2 separate regions of the Rattus norvegicus genome follow, and region 2 is linked to region 1. The links are chromatin contacts, called in public Hi-C maps. All regions are on one chromosome and are shown on one strand. The core of a region is the stretch at or near the end of the contact, and the rest is flanking DNA. Distances in the headings are between cores, read along the strand shown. Region 1 has its middle 100 kb from the start of Jun. Region 2 overlaps Fggy (FGGY carbohydrate kinase domain containing).

Region 1 (6,500 bases), core at 2,592-5,091:
AGTTTCATAAACTCTCTCAGAGAAAAGAGCTTTATCATTGCCCCAATTCCCAGTCGAGGAAATTGAGGGTCTGAAAGCAAGTGAATAACTCCTGAATTCACAGCTACAAGCAATGGGGTCTGGGATGGCAGCATATATATTCTGGCAGCAAATCCCAACCTCTTCCTGTCCATTAGAGTCTTCCCCACAGAAGGCCTTACCTCAGCATTGGTCTGTGTTCTAGGTGGGCCCAGATCTTGCTCCCCAAGAAAATCCAGAGACCAAAGAAGTGGAAAGTTCACACTGGCGTGCCAACACAACTGTACTCAGAGAAAGAAGAGCATCAAAGTGTCTATATGGCATATTTCCACTTATAGAAAATGGAAGCTGATCTACAGAAAAATGAAAAAAGTAAGCAAATGCTTATTTGCTGAAGGGAGATGGGAGAAAAATGTACACAGGCCTGAAAATTTTTCTTAGAGGTTATGAGAATGTTGGCTGTCTGGACGATGGGGAAGCTTTTACCGGTCTGTATCTAACATACAACTCTCCAAGCACTTGTGGTTTAGTATGGACCAATTACTTCTCCATGGACACGTAGAAAAAGAGGAAGCTGAAGGAGATGAAGGACGCTGGCAAGCAATCATTAAATAACGTGAAGCGAGCTCCCAGTGGAACACTATGTACTATTAACATTACAGGGGAAAGGAGGGGAACGGGCTCTCCCTGACAGCGGCTTCTAAGCTAATTTTCAGGAGGGAGCTACAGAAACAGACATTGGTCAAGAAACAGGCTGGGGAGTTAAAGAAGAAAAAGGCAGAAATTCGAGCACTCCCACAAGATTGGGAGGTCTGACATTAAAGTGAGTTGTATCCTATTTTCTTTGGGTATTCAGACACATGCCCTCCTTGGCAGGGCCCTTGGTTTTGCTAATAAGATTCCTACCCTCTTGGAGAGTGTCTCTCGGGTCCTGCCCAAGCTTCTGCACTCTCAGGTTTCCCCTTTGAGTTCTGCTGCCCGTGTTCCCTGGCAATGGACAAGCCCAGTCCACAAGGCCCTGAGTGCCCCCATGTCAGCCTGTTCAAAATCAGAGCAAAGAAGGTGGGGCATGATTGGGGGTTTCATGTGTGATATGATAATAATATTCAAGGTCCAGTAGAGAGCTATCTTCTAGCCCTTTCTCTACCATAGCTGTTGGCTTAGTAATTGATAAGCATAGCTTGGGGAATTTTGAATAGTTTATTAGAATATATTACAATAGAGCAGAAGGACAGTTAAGGCTTGTTACAACACTGTGCCTCAATTAACTGGCTAATTGATTCCAAAGCTGACTCTAACCACTGCTCTTAGAGTTTAAGAAAGACTCACGTGGCTGTGGATGACTTATTATTCATTCTTTTACGTAAGGACTCTCTCGGTCACACGAGAAACCCACACATGAAATCGTGGATTAGCTCTTGCTTTCAATTTCCTTGGAATGTTTGTTGGTTTTAAAAGTGCTCTCTTTCAAAAGTGTCCTTATTAATTAAATCAGCCAGTCAGCCACATTCCCTGCTTCTAACTCAGCACTCAAGTTTAAACTTGGTTCTGGAGTCAGTTTTCCAACCGTGGCTTAAGTGGCATTAGTCACTTGGAGCAAGATATGGCATTTGAACAGCTGTCCTGGGTACTGGGCGTCCAGGCTTGTGTGTCTGGAGAACAGACAAGGGGGTAGGTGTGGAAGGGAGGTAATTTTTATTTCTCAATATATACCCTGTGCCCCAGGCTTTTACAAAGAATATCTCTTGATTTTTTGGAACAGCCCATTTGTGTGTTCTGCCTTCTCCATTTTAGCAAGGTGAGGAACTGGCCAGAGATCATCCTGTTAACAGGGGGTAGAGCTGGGACTAGAGCCCAAGTACGACTCTGGAGAGTGTTGGCCTGTATGCTGTCATGTATATATTTCCCCTAGACTTCTGACCCCCAAATATATAGTGCTTTTATTCCAAGATTCAGATGGCAAACCAGAGACTAAAAAATGTGACAAATGACACATAAACTAAACACAGACTCTGGCCTCAAATTGTACAATCCTGGGAGGATTTCTTCTCCTATCACCCATCCATCATCATCAATCCACCCATCCATTCACCCGTCCACCCATTAACTCAAGATGGTGTCAAGTGCTCACTCTGTTCTGGGGACTGCCTGGTTTCTTAGAGATGAAGTAAACTGTATACAGTCCCTATTCTTTAAGAACTTGTAGTCAAATAAAGAAGGAAAACACTTAAACAACATTAAAAAAAAACCTTATTGCAGCATGAAGAGTCCTCTAAGGTACCATGAAAGAGTTGGGAACATAGAAGACAAAGCATCCAATTACCTTGCCAATAAAGCAAGGAAGGTTCCAGAGAGGAGGTGACATTGGACTATAAATACATGCTATCCAAGCAGAGAAAGGGGGAGAAGGGTTTCTCTAGGCAGAGAGCACCACAGCATTGCTGCACACACCGAATGCCTGCCACCTGCTTTAAGCACTGTCTCTAATGCCTAGAATTCTGTGAACTAGGCATTACCCGGAACACTTTACGGAACAGGAATGTAGGGACACAGAGGTCAAGTACTTGGCCCATGGTTAGAGGACTGCTGAGAAAGGCCTTGAAGTCAACTCTTGTCACCTGGCTTCAAAGCCCATCCTCTTAGCCACTCACCAAGGACTGAATTGAAGACATCTGTTAGGAGTTTCTTATGAGGAGGGACACATAAACAGGAGTCAAGCCACAGGGTCTCTCTGTAGGCTTTCATGATGCGGCAGGAACTTGGACTTGCTGGATCCATCAAAGAATTAATACTGTGGTGTGTGTGTGTGTGTGTGTGTGTGTGCACTCATATATAGAGCCAAGATTTTCTCTCTCTCCTTAAGAGGCCACAGTGGAGAAAGGCAGGCCACCTTTATATACTTTAGACTGAAAACATCTGTCCACTGTAGAAACATCGTATCTTTTGTTAGTTGGATGTCAATATCTAAGTTGTTCGCTTTCTGTGTCCAACAGTCTGGGTACTCCATGAGGACATACATAGCTTTTGTCCATCCTCCCAACCCCCACCCCCACCCCCACCCCCACCCCCACCCCCACCCCCACCCCGGAGCATCCAGCACAGCACCAGGCCACAACTGGTACTTAGACATTCCCAGTGAATATTTACTGAAAACGTGTTGAGTGACTTCTGGGTTTTGATTAATTATTTAGGAAGCGAATTGTGGGTTTATTTACTTTGGTAAGTAGCTCGAATCGTGAAGTAAGAGGACATGGCTGAAGGAACTCTGAAGGTGAAAGGGACCTTTGTCTTAAATCGGTGGTTTACAAAGTACTTTCCTAAATTTGCCTTCTGGATTGTAATCCAGCTACTGCTTTCTGAGGTCATCTCATCAGTTGGGAGACAGCAAATTTGTGTCCCTATCCATTCTCAGCCTTTACCCTCTCACATCTCCTGATCTCCTTCAGTCTGTACCTAAACATTCTGAAGGAAGAAAATTCATAAACTCACAGGGCACACTGTTCCCCTATCGGATGGGCAAGGACAGTAACACTGTCACCATGTTCTGAGCTCTTCTCGGGTCCTAGGCTCGATCCACGTCACCAAATATAAAGACCAGACATTAGTTTCTTCCTGCTCTTCCAGCGCTAAGACCCACGTCCTACTCGCCTGCCCTCCACTGCTAGCCCTCACGGCCGCCACCGCCAGCCCCGCCCGCGCTTCCGCACCCCAGCCTCCCGCACCAGACGCCGGCCGCTCCTGCGCTCCCACGCCCGCGCACTGCGCTCTCCGGGCCCCGCGCTCCCACACCCGGCGCTGAGGAGGCGGGCGCCCTGGGCGAGGGCAGGGCGGCCACGTCAGCGGCGCCGGCTCGCTCCGCCCGCCGCGGGCCTCCCCATAGAAGGTAAAGCCTGGGCAGCGCCCGCGGGCGTCCTCAGGCTGGCAGCCCCGGCTGCCGGTTTCAGTTTCTGAAGAGCTAGGCCTTGAGCAAACACTGGCTGGCAGGAGGAGGGTGCTGGACGCCTTCCCAACAGATAATGTGATTCCCTGCCGCTGGGAGCCACCCACGGTGGGAAGGGGCAGCGCAGGGACCTGGCTCCTCCGCAGAACAGCAGTAGTCCTGGGGTGGGGGTAGGGGGTGGCGGGGAGGAAAGGGCTGGGGGCATCTGCGCTCGGACCCCCTCTTCTTCATCTGTAAGGTTGCTTCTTCCTCGGTGGACACTTAAAATGTTTGCTTTCTTTCTGAAAAAGAAATGAGAGAGAAAGCCAAAACCAACATGAACTCCAAAGGCAGGGCATTTCCCACTTTGGCCTTTTGGTGGATGCACAATTTTTTTTTTTTTTTTTTTTCTGAAAGGCCAGACCTATCCCAGCGGGTGACCTGCGCACATTTCCTAACTTCCCGGTCTCATTATCCTCACCCATAAAATGGGAGTAATGATACCTATCTTTTAGATACGTGCTGAGGGTTAGATTAGATAATAGATTATACATATTAAGCACTTAGTGCCTTCAATCAGCAGCAATTAACATTATTATTAATTATATTGTTATGGCGTATGACTAATCATGAGATAGATTCTTAGTGCTCCTGGGAGCATAAGTAAAAATATGCTCATTTAAAAACTTTTATTGAGGGAAGTAGTTTTATGAGGTGAATAACGAATAGCACCGAGTCAGGACATATTCCTGCATCTCATTTAGTATTTAGAGAAACTTGTAAAGCAGGCATTATGCACTCTGTACCGGTGAGGACCCTGCAGCTTCCAGAAGTAACTGGCTCACCTCATACCTTGGGTCAACATCTCATTTCTCTCTCTTTGAGGCTTGGTCTTGTATAGCCTAGACTAGTTTCTAACTCCCCAAGTAGCTTGAACTCCTAAAAAAAAACAGTCTCTCTCTCTCTCTCTCTCTCTCTCTCTCTCTCTCTCTCTCTCTCTGTGTGTGTGTGTCACACACACACGCGCATAAATGAGCAAGCATGGTCTACATGTGTGTGGGTGCCTAAGGAGTTCTAAAGATATGAACTGGAATTAAAGGCTGTTATGTGTAGCCTTGTGCTAGTTGCTGGGAGGAGAACACAAGTCCTCTGGGAGATCAGCAAGAACTCGAATCTGCTGAGTCATCCCTCCAACTCCCAGACCTGAACTCATGATCCTCCTGCCTCTTTATCCTAAGTGTTACATACCCAGATCTCTCTCTCCTCAGCTGACCACATCCCACCCCAGCAGCCTCACACCTGTCTGCCTCAGACCTCCTTTCCTTTTCGTAGTCTCTCTTCCTTCCCTTGCTCCATGCTCATCAACCTGGAGAAAACCGAGTCAAGTCTGGATGCCAGAAGAAGGCCACTGTCTGCTCCGGGAGACTTTCTGATCCATCCCCATGACCTCCACCCTTCTACTGCCTGAAGCCCAGGCTGTACATCTCTGTCTGTATTGTGCCTCCCCTAAGTAGCCCTCCACAGCTGAGCCTGTGCCTTCCTCAGCCTTAGGATCACAACCACCCAGGTTTAGATCCGAGCTTTACTTATTGGAAGACTGGGATTCCTGATTTTACCTCTCTGCCCTTTATCTCCCTAATGCAGAAGGTGGATTTCAGCAACACTGTCAGCTTGTAGAGTTGCGATCAGTGCAGGGTAGATGGGCAGTCCGTGCTCTGAACTTACCACTGTCAGAGGCTCAGTGAATGAGGACAGGCTGAGATCTTGGGTGTTACTTGGGGACAGAAAGAGAGGAACAGTGCCAATGGTAGAATTAAAAGCATGGCTAGGCCTCGGAGGGGATGGCTCCAACCCAGGTCTGCCTGAATCTTCATGTGTGGTCTTGGCCTTGTCTCTTCACCTTTTAGGATTCATCTTCCCGACTGGAGCAGTCAGTCATTTGTCTGTGGGACTTGTATTGTCCTAAATTCCCAGTTGAGGGTCACATACAGAAGGAAGAGGAAGCACAAAACTCAGCCGTTGGCTCTCCTTAGCTTTCAATAACTATGGTAGTTTACAGTGGCTGCTGAACAGATCGTCATATGTGGCACCCGGCCAAGCATCGTCATTGCCCTGTTCCCCCTGAGAGAAGGGGCTTCTGTGACTCCTATTCTACACCCAAGGGAATAGGATCTGAAGCCAACGAGCCTGCAACTCATTTGTCAGATACAACTGCTCAACCAACTGCAAGAATCCTTTTGAGCACAGAGATATCTGAGAACACAGAGACTCTTATCGCTCGAGCCTGTCAGGTATTAATATTCTGAATAGCCTGAAAGGCCAAGCTGCCATTTTTGCATTAGTTTCTTGTCTTCAACTTGGGCCCCAGGCAGCTGTGGTCAGGATGAGAGCTCATGGAAGAAGACAAGACAATAATATACTCTTCAACAGGGAGAACAAGTCTTCTTGATAGGTTGCTCAGAATACAGAAGCTTGTATCTTCTCTCCAATGAGCCTGGACCAGCTGTGGTGTGTTAAAGGTTTCCAGTACAACTTTGACTGGGATGGGGTTGGACTTCAAGCT
Region 2 (7,173 bases), core at 4,487-6,986, 610 kb after region 1:
CTTTAGACTAGAATAATTCAATCAAACTCTTCTAGTCCTCACAATGAAGGTCTTAAAAAGTAGATGAATTAATTCAGATATGTATTCAGATATGTAGATAAAAATACCATTTCAACATTTAATTGGTTTGGCAATTCTTTTTAGTTGTGCTTAAGAATAAAGCCCAGGATTCTATCCACACTAAATATGCACAATATCAATAAACCACACCCCCAACTTATGTGAAATTAATAGTGAGATATTTTACATTCACCTTCCCAAACTGAATGACTCTTTGGTGTATGTTCTGCATTTCTCACCAAACATATCACAATTCACATACTAGATTTCCACTAGAATTTTTTTTTCTTAAATGAATGCTAGGAAAGTAAAATTACACACCCAGATTATTCCAAACATACTTTGTTTTTCAAAACAGAAATTCAATGATTTTAAATTTTAAATGTAAATTAATTAAAATTAGTTTTGAATAAAGATGCTCTAAAACCATAGTGATATCAGTCTTTTGGGCTAACCTATTTTCAGAGTTGTAGACAGAAGCTCAACATTTAAAATAGTTGTATGTGTAGACTGGGGAGGTGCTTTGCTTCTAGTTAGTGTGAGCTGTTGGAGCCATTTGTCATGTTCATTTACCTTTCTCAGAGCTGAAATCCTAAGGCACTTCTGCCCATCCTAGAATCAATCACGCGAAAAGGAGATTGTATAATACATATGGTATAAGTCTTAGACAACCCCTGGAGGGCAGAGATCCATCTAGAGTATCTTTTAGAGTGAAAAGGATTCTGCCTCTGTCAAACAGCTAGCAACAGAGAGATTGCTTCCTTTTCTTCTACCTCACATGGTTTTCTGTGTCTTTATCTCATCTCCCTAACTAGGTGGAAAACAAGAACAGCCTTTTACCGCTCCACAGCGCCCACATAAAGCTAGACAATCAATAAATTATTAACTAAAAGCCTGCCTGACTGTGAGAACTCAAGGTCGCTTGAAATATCAGGGTTACTGCATTGCAAAACTCCAAAGAATTGTTTCTGTGTAAGCAGTAGCCTCATGGAATCCCCAAGGTTTCAGCTGGGCTATCTCATCCAGCTGGAACAGAAAACTCAAGAAATTCTTTCTTGGAACAAAATATTTTCTTCCCTTATCCTGTGATAGGAAACAACTACCGAAGTCACTTTTCTGTTTCTTTTGGAGTGTGTGTTTACATGCATATCAAAGATGTATACCAAGGCCACGGAATGAGCAAAAGGACATGTCATGGCTGCATGGTCTCTGTCTTTGTAAAGTTGAGAAAACACAGGCATGGAGGATGGAGCAAAAAGGTTTTCTTAAGAACCCCCCCACCCCCCAGTTCCCTTTAGTGTATTCCAGACTGATGGGCGTTTGTTTTCTCTCATGTCTACCCAGGAAATCTTGTCTTGCCTCCTGGAGCTTCTCTTGGAAGTGGGCTAATACCAGAAGCAGCCAGAGAGCTGGGCCTTCCTTCGGGAATTGCGGTGGCAGCCTCACTCATTGATGCCCACGCAGGAGGACTAGGTAACCTCTTTTCCCCTCCCAGCACCAGTTCAGTGGGTTCTCTGGCACACAGTGTTGCCAAGAAGCCAGGATCCTTCTCTGTTTCCCCGCAAAGGTCAAGGGCTGATGAGTCAAGGTGTAAGAACGGAACGCCTTTATCCATGTAGGCTCTTGAATAGAGTTAGGCAACTTTTAATCACATATATAATTTGTTTCTAAATTATTAATTTCTTAATACATCACAATATAAAAATTAATCTAGATAGTTCTGCAGCTTACTGAAATTCAAAAAAATGTACGTTCATTTGCATCTATAGTGGGTGATGGTAGAGTGTTTCATGTCGTCTTCTAAGCATAATATATTGATTTAGTAAAATAGCTTTTTTCATAAATTCAATTACCCAATTGATGTCTCGGTTTCGTTTTCTATGTAACTTTCAAGTCTTCAGGTCTCGTATTTGTTTATTCATTTTTCAAAACACCAGCTGACCTCTCACCACACTCTGGCATGGTGCTAGGGATAAGGGATGTGAAACAAAGCCCGCGACTGGTGTGGGAGCTCAATGGTAAAGCATTTGTCTAGTGTGGGTAGGGTATGGGATTCAGTTCTTAACACCTTAACACTATCTAACTGGATGAAATAAAACAAAACCAAAATCCCCCCCCCCAATTTTTAGTAGGAAAAATACAGTGAAGCAAAGAGTTATTGTTACATGTGGAGACTGTGTTCTCATCTCTACTCCTTCTGTTTTCTTTTTTGGATACTATAATACTCAGAATTTCTCAATTTTACTATGGTCATATATTTTCCCTAACCTTTAGTACAAGAACATTTGTTTCAAATTAGGGCTTGTAATTCATAAGGCAAATATACCAACACAAATGTTAATACATGACTTTGAATTTGCAGAATAGAATGGTATAAAGTAGACCAGAGCAAGTCAGAACTCAGCAGACTATGTCTCCCATGGTGAAGGTAAATAAATACTGTGGTGCAGACCCGTGTTTCCATTTGTGAGTGTATGTATGCATTTACCAGGCCAAAGTGAAAGTCTGATAATGCATTATCATCATAAAACTTCAGGCATGTGCGGTGACATGTACCTGTAGTTTTAGCTGTTTGGAGAAATGAGGCAAGAGTTTAGCCAGTCAGGTGGCCCAGGAAGAGTCCAAAACTTAATTACTTGTTCACACTTTACTTTAGAGAAAGTGATTCTCAATTTGTAGGTCATGACCCCTTTGGGGGATTAAACGACCCTTTCACAGAGCTGCTGAAGACCATTGGAAAACACAGATATTTACATTCTGATTCATAACAGTATCAAAACTACAGTTACAAAGTAGAAATGAAAATAATTTAATTGCTGGGGGAACTTAATATTAAGTTTCAAGCATTAGGAAGGTTGGAAGCCTGTGCCTTAGAATGAAGAGCTGACTCTTTCAAGGACTTACATATACTGTGTTTCCAGATCTCATTCCATTATATCTCTGTCTTGGTACATATGTTCTCTGCCTAGAAATGACTATTAAAGTCTCAGTCTACTTTACACTGCTGTAGCAGAATACCTGAGGCCACAGACACCCAGAGTGTAAATTTATACTTTAGAGTTTTGTAGCCTGGAAATAAAAGGTCAGGACACTGATATTTCCTAAAGGCTTGTCTCTGTTCAAAGGCGGAAAGACAGGGAACACACAGTGGAATGGGCTGCTTTCACTCAGAGCCCCCTTCATTAATACCCAGCCCCACCATACTGAACACCATTGACAGTTCCCACCTTTTAACATTATGTCAATGGGGGAGGGTGTCGCGAACCACAGTCATTTCCAGGTATGTAACGCTCTCCGATTTGAGGTCTATACAAGCGTCCTCCTTCGCAGGGAGTTCACTGGAACAGTCAGATGTAAATGTTCTGTTAATTGGGCTTCTTTCATCACAGTCATTTATTTAAAGAAATGATGACGTTGTGTTGTAACTGTATGATTGATCTGATTTCTTCTCTACCAGACTGTGAACTCCTTGAGAATAAGGACGTCGTATTATTCATATCATATTCCTAGGAGTGAGCCTTGTATTGTGTTTTTACAGGTGACTAAGAAATGCGTTGAGTAAAGTCACACTAAACTTTAGAGTGAAGTGTCGTCTGTTTCCTGATGTTCGGATTGGGTGGCACTTATCAGCTTGAGGGCTCCTCCCCTCTTCATCTCTCTGTTCTCAGGCTCTGGTCCAGAGACAGAATACACACGAGTACTGCATATGGGATAGTTGGGTGATGTACGGTGTGGCTCTGACCACAGACAAGGTTGTTTTTCTCCAGCATTTCCCAGTATGAGCAGTGCTTCTGAGTAGAATGTCATGTGTTGGGCTTTCAAGCAGCGTCACAGACAGAAGTGGAGGTGTGGACAGACATGGAGTGTTCCTGCCTCACAGTCACTCTGACGTTGTAGGTCACAGAGGCAGGCAGGAGCTTTCTTCACCCTCTTTTGCAATTGTCCCTGGGGTGACAGTTTCAACCATTTGCTTCACCCAGGTGACAAACACTTGGCTGTGGCTATTACTTGCTTCAGGGAAGAGAACCTTGCAGTGGCGAGCTGCAGGCATTGTGGTTTCCTTGTCAGCTTCTAAGGACGTGTCAAAACTCACCTTCTTATTTCAGCCCAGGACACTCTGTACTGTCAGAGAGGGGAAACTCCTAGATAGTCCCAATGTATTGCCTAAATGCAGAGCTCACTGAAAGAAATAGTACTTCTAGAATCTTTGGCTTATGTCTTCTGTGCTAAAGTTCTCTCATATTCATTAATCAGTTCCCCATCTATGGAAAGTGAGTTTGTGAAGTTCAAAGATAGAATAAATTCCTAGTTTCTTAAAGGACAGAACTGAAGCCTGTGCTGACTGGGGAGGGTGGGTGAAGGGGTTCTCATTACTGATAGTTCTGATTAGGTTTTATCCTTATAGCTTTTTTTCCCAGTCTCTTGTTCCATCACCTTGCAGCCATCTCAGGATTAGGGTAGCAGGGAAGGTAAAGGGTGGATGCAAAAATTCTACTCCTCATCACCTTGTATCTGTCATGTCGGATTGCAGAGCAGAACAGAGGCATGAGAGACCTGAGAAGACCATTTGACCACAGATAAACTAAAGATGCATAACAAGCTTGTGCAGACCCGTCTGTTCTGGGTCTGGACCTGGACATTATCAGCAGTGAGCAAACCAGACAAGTGTCATTCCTTCGGGAGAGACTTGTATTGTTCTTTCCTGCTGTGTTTATGAAGCTTTATAGAGCTGGCTTGAGATAGCAGGTCTCTGATCAGACTAAATTCTTGTCCTGCCTACAAACGGGCTACCTCTTAAGCTTTTGTTTTTGATGGGAAAGGTTAGCAATGGCTCTTTTTCTTTTTCTTTTTTTTCTGTGAGAACTAGTGATATGTACATCACGCACACGCATGCGCATAGACACACATTCATATACCCCTTAAAGCAAATGGTATAGTGGTTGCCACATATTAGGCACCCAATAATGAAGCCTCTCTTTTTGGTTTTCTCACTCCAGAACCAAAATGCATATTACAAAGGAAGACTTTAGTGGATGAAGGCCTTTGATTTGTCCATGAAGTTCCCTTCCAGGTGAGATATTTCCAGGTGAAATATCTCTCAGCAGAACTTCCACTTCCCTGTATATAGGCAGGCAGAAAAGAAGAATCCAAAGATCTGACACCCTCTGTCTCGCCAGGTGCCCTGATTTTGTCTTTCTTATGTCTTCTAAATGAATGTGGAAATCAGTACTCTCAGTTGTATAGGTTTCAATCAGAAACAGCCATAAGAACCGTTGCTGAGACCACAAATGTCAATGTAAGGGCCCACCTTTGTAGTGAGATGCCATGCAGGCCTCTCAGAAAGTTTCCCTGACAGTTGTAGGATGACATATGCTGGCTTGACTTGACCAGCTATGGACCCCATATTCTGATCAGGAGGAGGGATCAGCTCTCTGCAGAAATACCCCATAGACTCTCATTCCCAAAGACAGCCTGGGAGGGCGAGATAAAGATCAAAGGGCAACACAACTCAATTCATGTGTTTTCCAGTCTGGAAACAGAGGATGAAGGACTTTGTGGGAATGAAAAAATCAAAGATAAAAGAACATTTTGTTCTTAAGGGACTGGTTAGTGAGTTCTCCAGCAGACAGGCAGCAGATAGGAGGAGTTTTGTTTGCACTTTGTGGGGGTGGTTCTGGCCAGGACTCCTGCTGCTGCTATTTTTCTAGCTTGTAAAAATAGCATTAACTTTGTTCCAGGTCTCTTCTTGGCTCCAGCGCCCCAACTGTCCTGAAAGGAAATAACAACTTCATATTTCTCTCAGGCCCCCTCTCCTTTCAGTGGATCTTGTCTATCGGACAAACTTCTGCCTATGCCTATCCATCAAAGCTTGGAGATGCTGCCATCTTCTTACAGAAGCCTTCCTTGACTCCCTGACTCCCAAGCTAAACAAAGCCCTCCTTTGCCCGTGTTTGTGCTGTATCTTATATTCGCTGGTCTGTATGTCGATGTCATCTCATTTACTTATGTGTGGGTTCTCATAGCATATCCTGAGCAGCCGCTGTCACAGTTAGTGATTGGGTGAAGGGAAGGATGGCATTCCCTTACCCGTGGGCACTTACTTCAGCTGGGAGGCAGCTGTCCTTGTATGGTAGCTGTGCTTGGTTCCCTTCTTCAGCAGCAAGCATTAGGTCCAAGCAATTCTTCAGCTAGTCCTAAATGTCTCAAAATCTCCATAGTTTCTGTTTACAGTCATGTTAGCATGACTTGGTCAAAATCATACATTTTGCTAGGTTGATCATAATCCCTTGATTCTCAACATTGCATTCGCTGTCAGATGCTGCATTGCTTTTAACTGCTCTTCTGAGCTGTGGTGTTGAAACAAAGTAAGGATTTTCTATTTTCTTTCTTTTTGTTTATTTTTCTAATGGCAGAAGAATTTATTTAGCCCATCTTAGGGAAAGAACCTCTGGTCCTTGCCTTGCTAGGACAAAGAAGTTTCTTTTAGTGACAAACCGTGCCACTAACTTATCTCACCCTTTCCTATATTCCTATATTCCCCTATGGGGAAACAGCAGATTTCAATAATGGGATTTAGGGAGTATTTCCTTATAATTAATATGCACGTGTGTTTATGAGGCGAGGTGTTTTTACAGCAAACATTGTTATTAGCAATGGTCTGTTACATTTATTTCTAAACTTTAGAGTGGAGAAGCACATTTCTGCTCAGTCACTCCTCACAACAGCTTTGTAGTTTACCAGAGCAGATGTGTCAACCCTCATTTGGCCATGGGAGCACCTGAGTCTCAGAGTTGAGTTATGGACCCGAGAACAGACTTGACTTTTTACCTCACAGGAAGTTCAGAACGAAGCTCTGCACATCCTGCTCTTCCCTTGCACTTGTCAAGTGAGACAGCAGTGGCTCCTGTGACTCCCTGACTTTGTCACAAACTACGTAGTGAGGTGGGGACGTGTGATGGAGCCTGTCTAGTCAGATTCCATGGTGCATTTATCACCATGCGATATGGGATGAGCGGCCCGTTTCTATGTGGCAGCCCTACTTTTGAGTTTGTTCCCTAGAATATCTAAGTGACGAATCTTGAGAACAGCCTTTTAGTGAGTACCCACTGATAA

What was found. A called contact is a pair of places that touch in the nucleus more often than the background predicts.
Region 2: a Hi-C map of frontal cortex shows a contact between it and region 1, with 3 times the contacts expected there. The contact joins two enhancer-like sites. A contact is called at or near these places in 2 of 12 Hi-C or Micro-C datasets (Schwann cells and frontal cortex).

The regions. Positions count from the first base shown.
Region 1 is chr5:115,112,145-115,118,644 of GRCr8, forward strand. No RefSeq gene overlaps it. Among named protein-coding and RNA genes, the nearest start is that of Jun, 100 kb to the left of the region's middle. Within about 2 kb of position 3,842, at least 88 of the 93 cell types and tissues checked have an H3K27ac peak or open chromatin away from gene starts, as enhancers often do.
Region 2 is chr5:115,715,920-115,723,092 of GRCr8, forward strand. It overlaps Fggy (FGGY carbohydrate kinase domain containing), which reads left to right. Exons shown (of 16, transcript NM_001013932.2): 7 at 1,405-1,533. It overlaps LOC103692418 (a long non-coding RNA gene), which reads right to left. Exons shown (of 10, transcript XR_010051926.1): 10 at 61-5,829. Among named protein-coding and RNA genes, the nearest start is that of Fggy, 200 kb to the left of the region's middle. Within about 2 kb of position 5,737, at least 21 of the 93 cell types and tissues checked have an H3K27ac peak or open chromatin away from gene starts, as enhancers often do.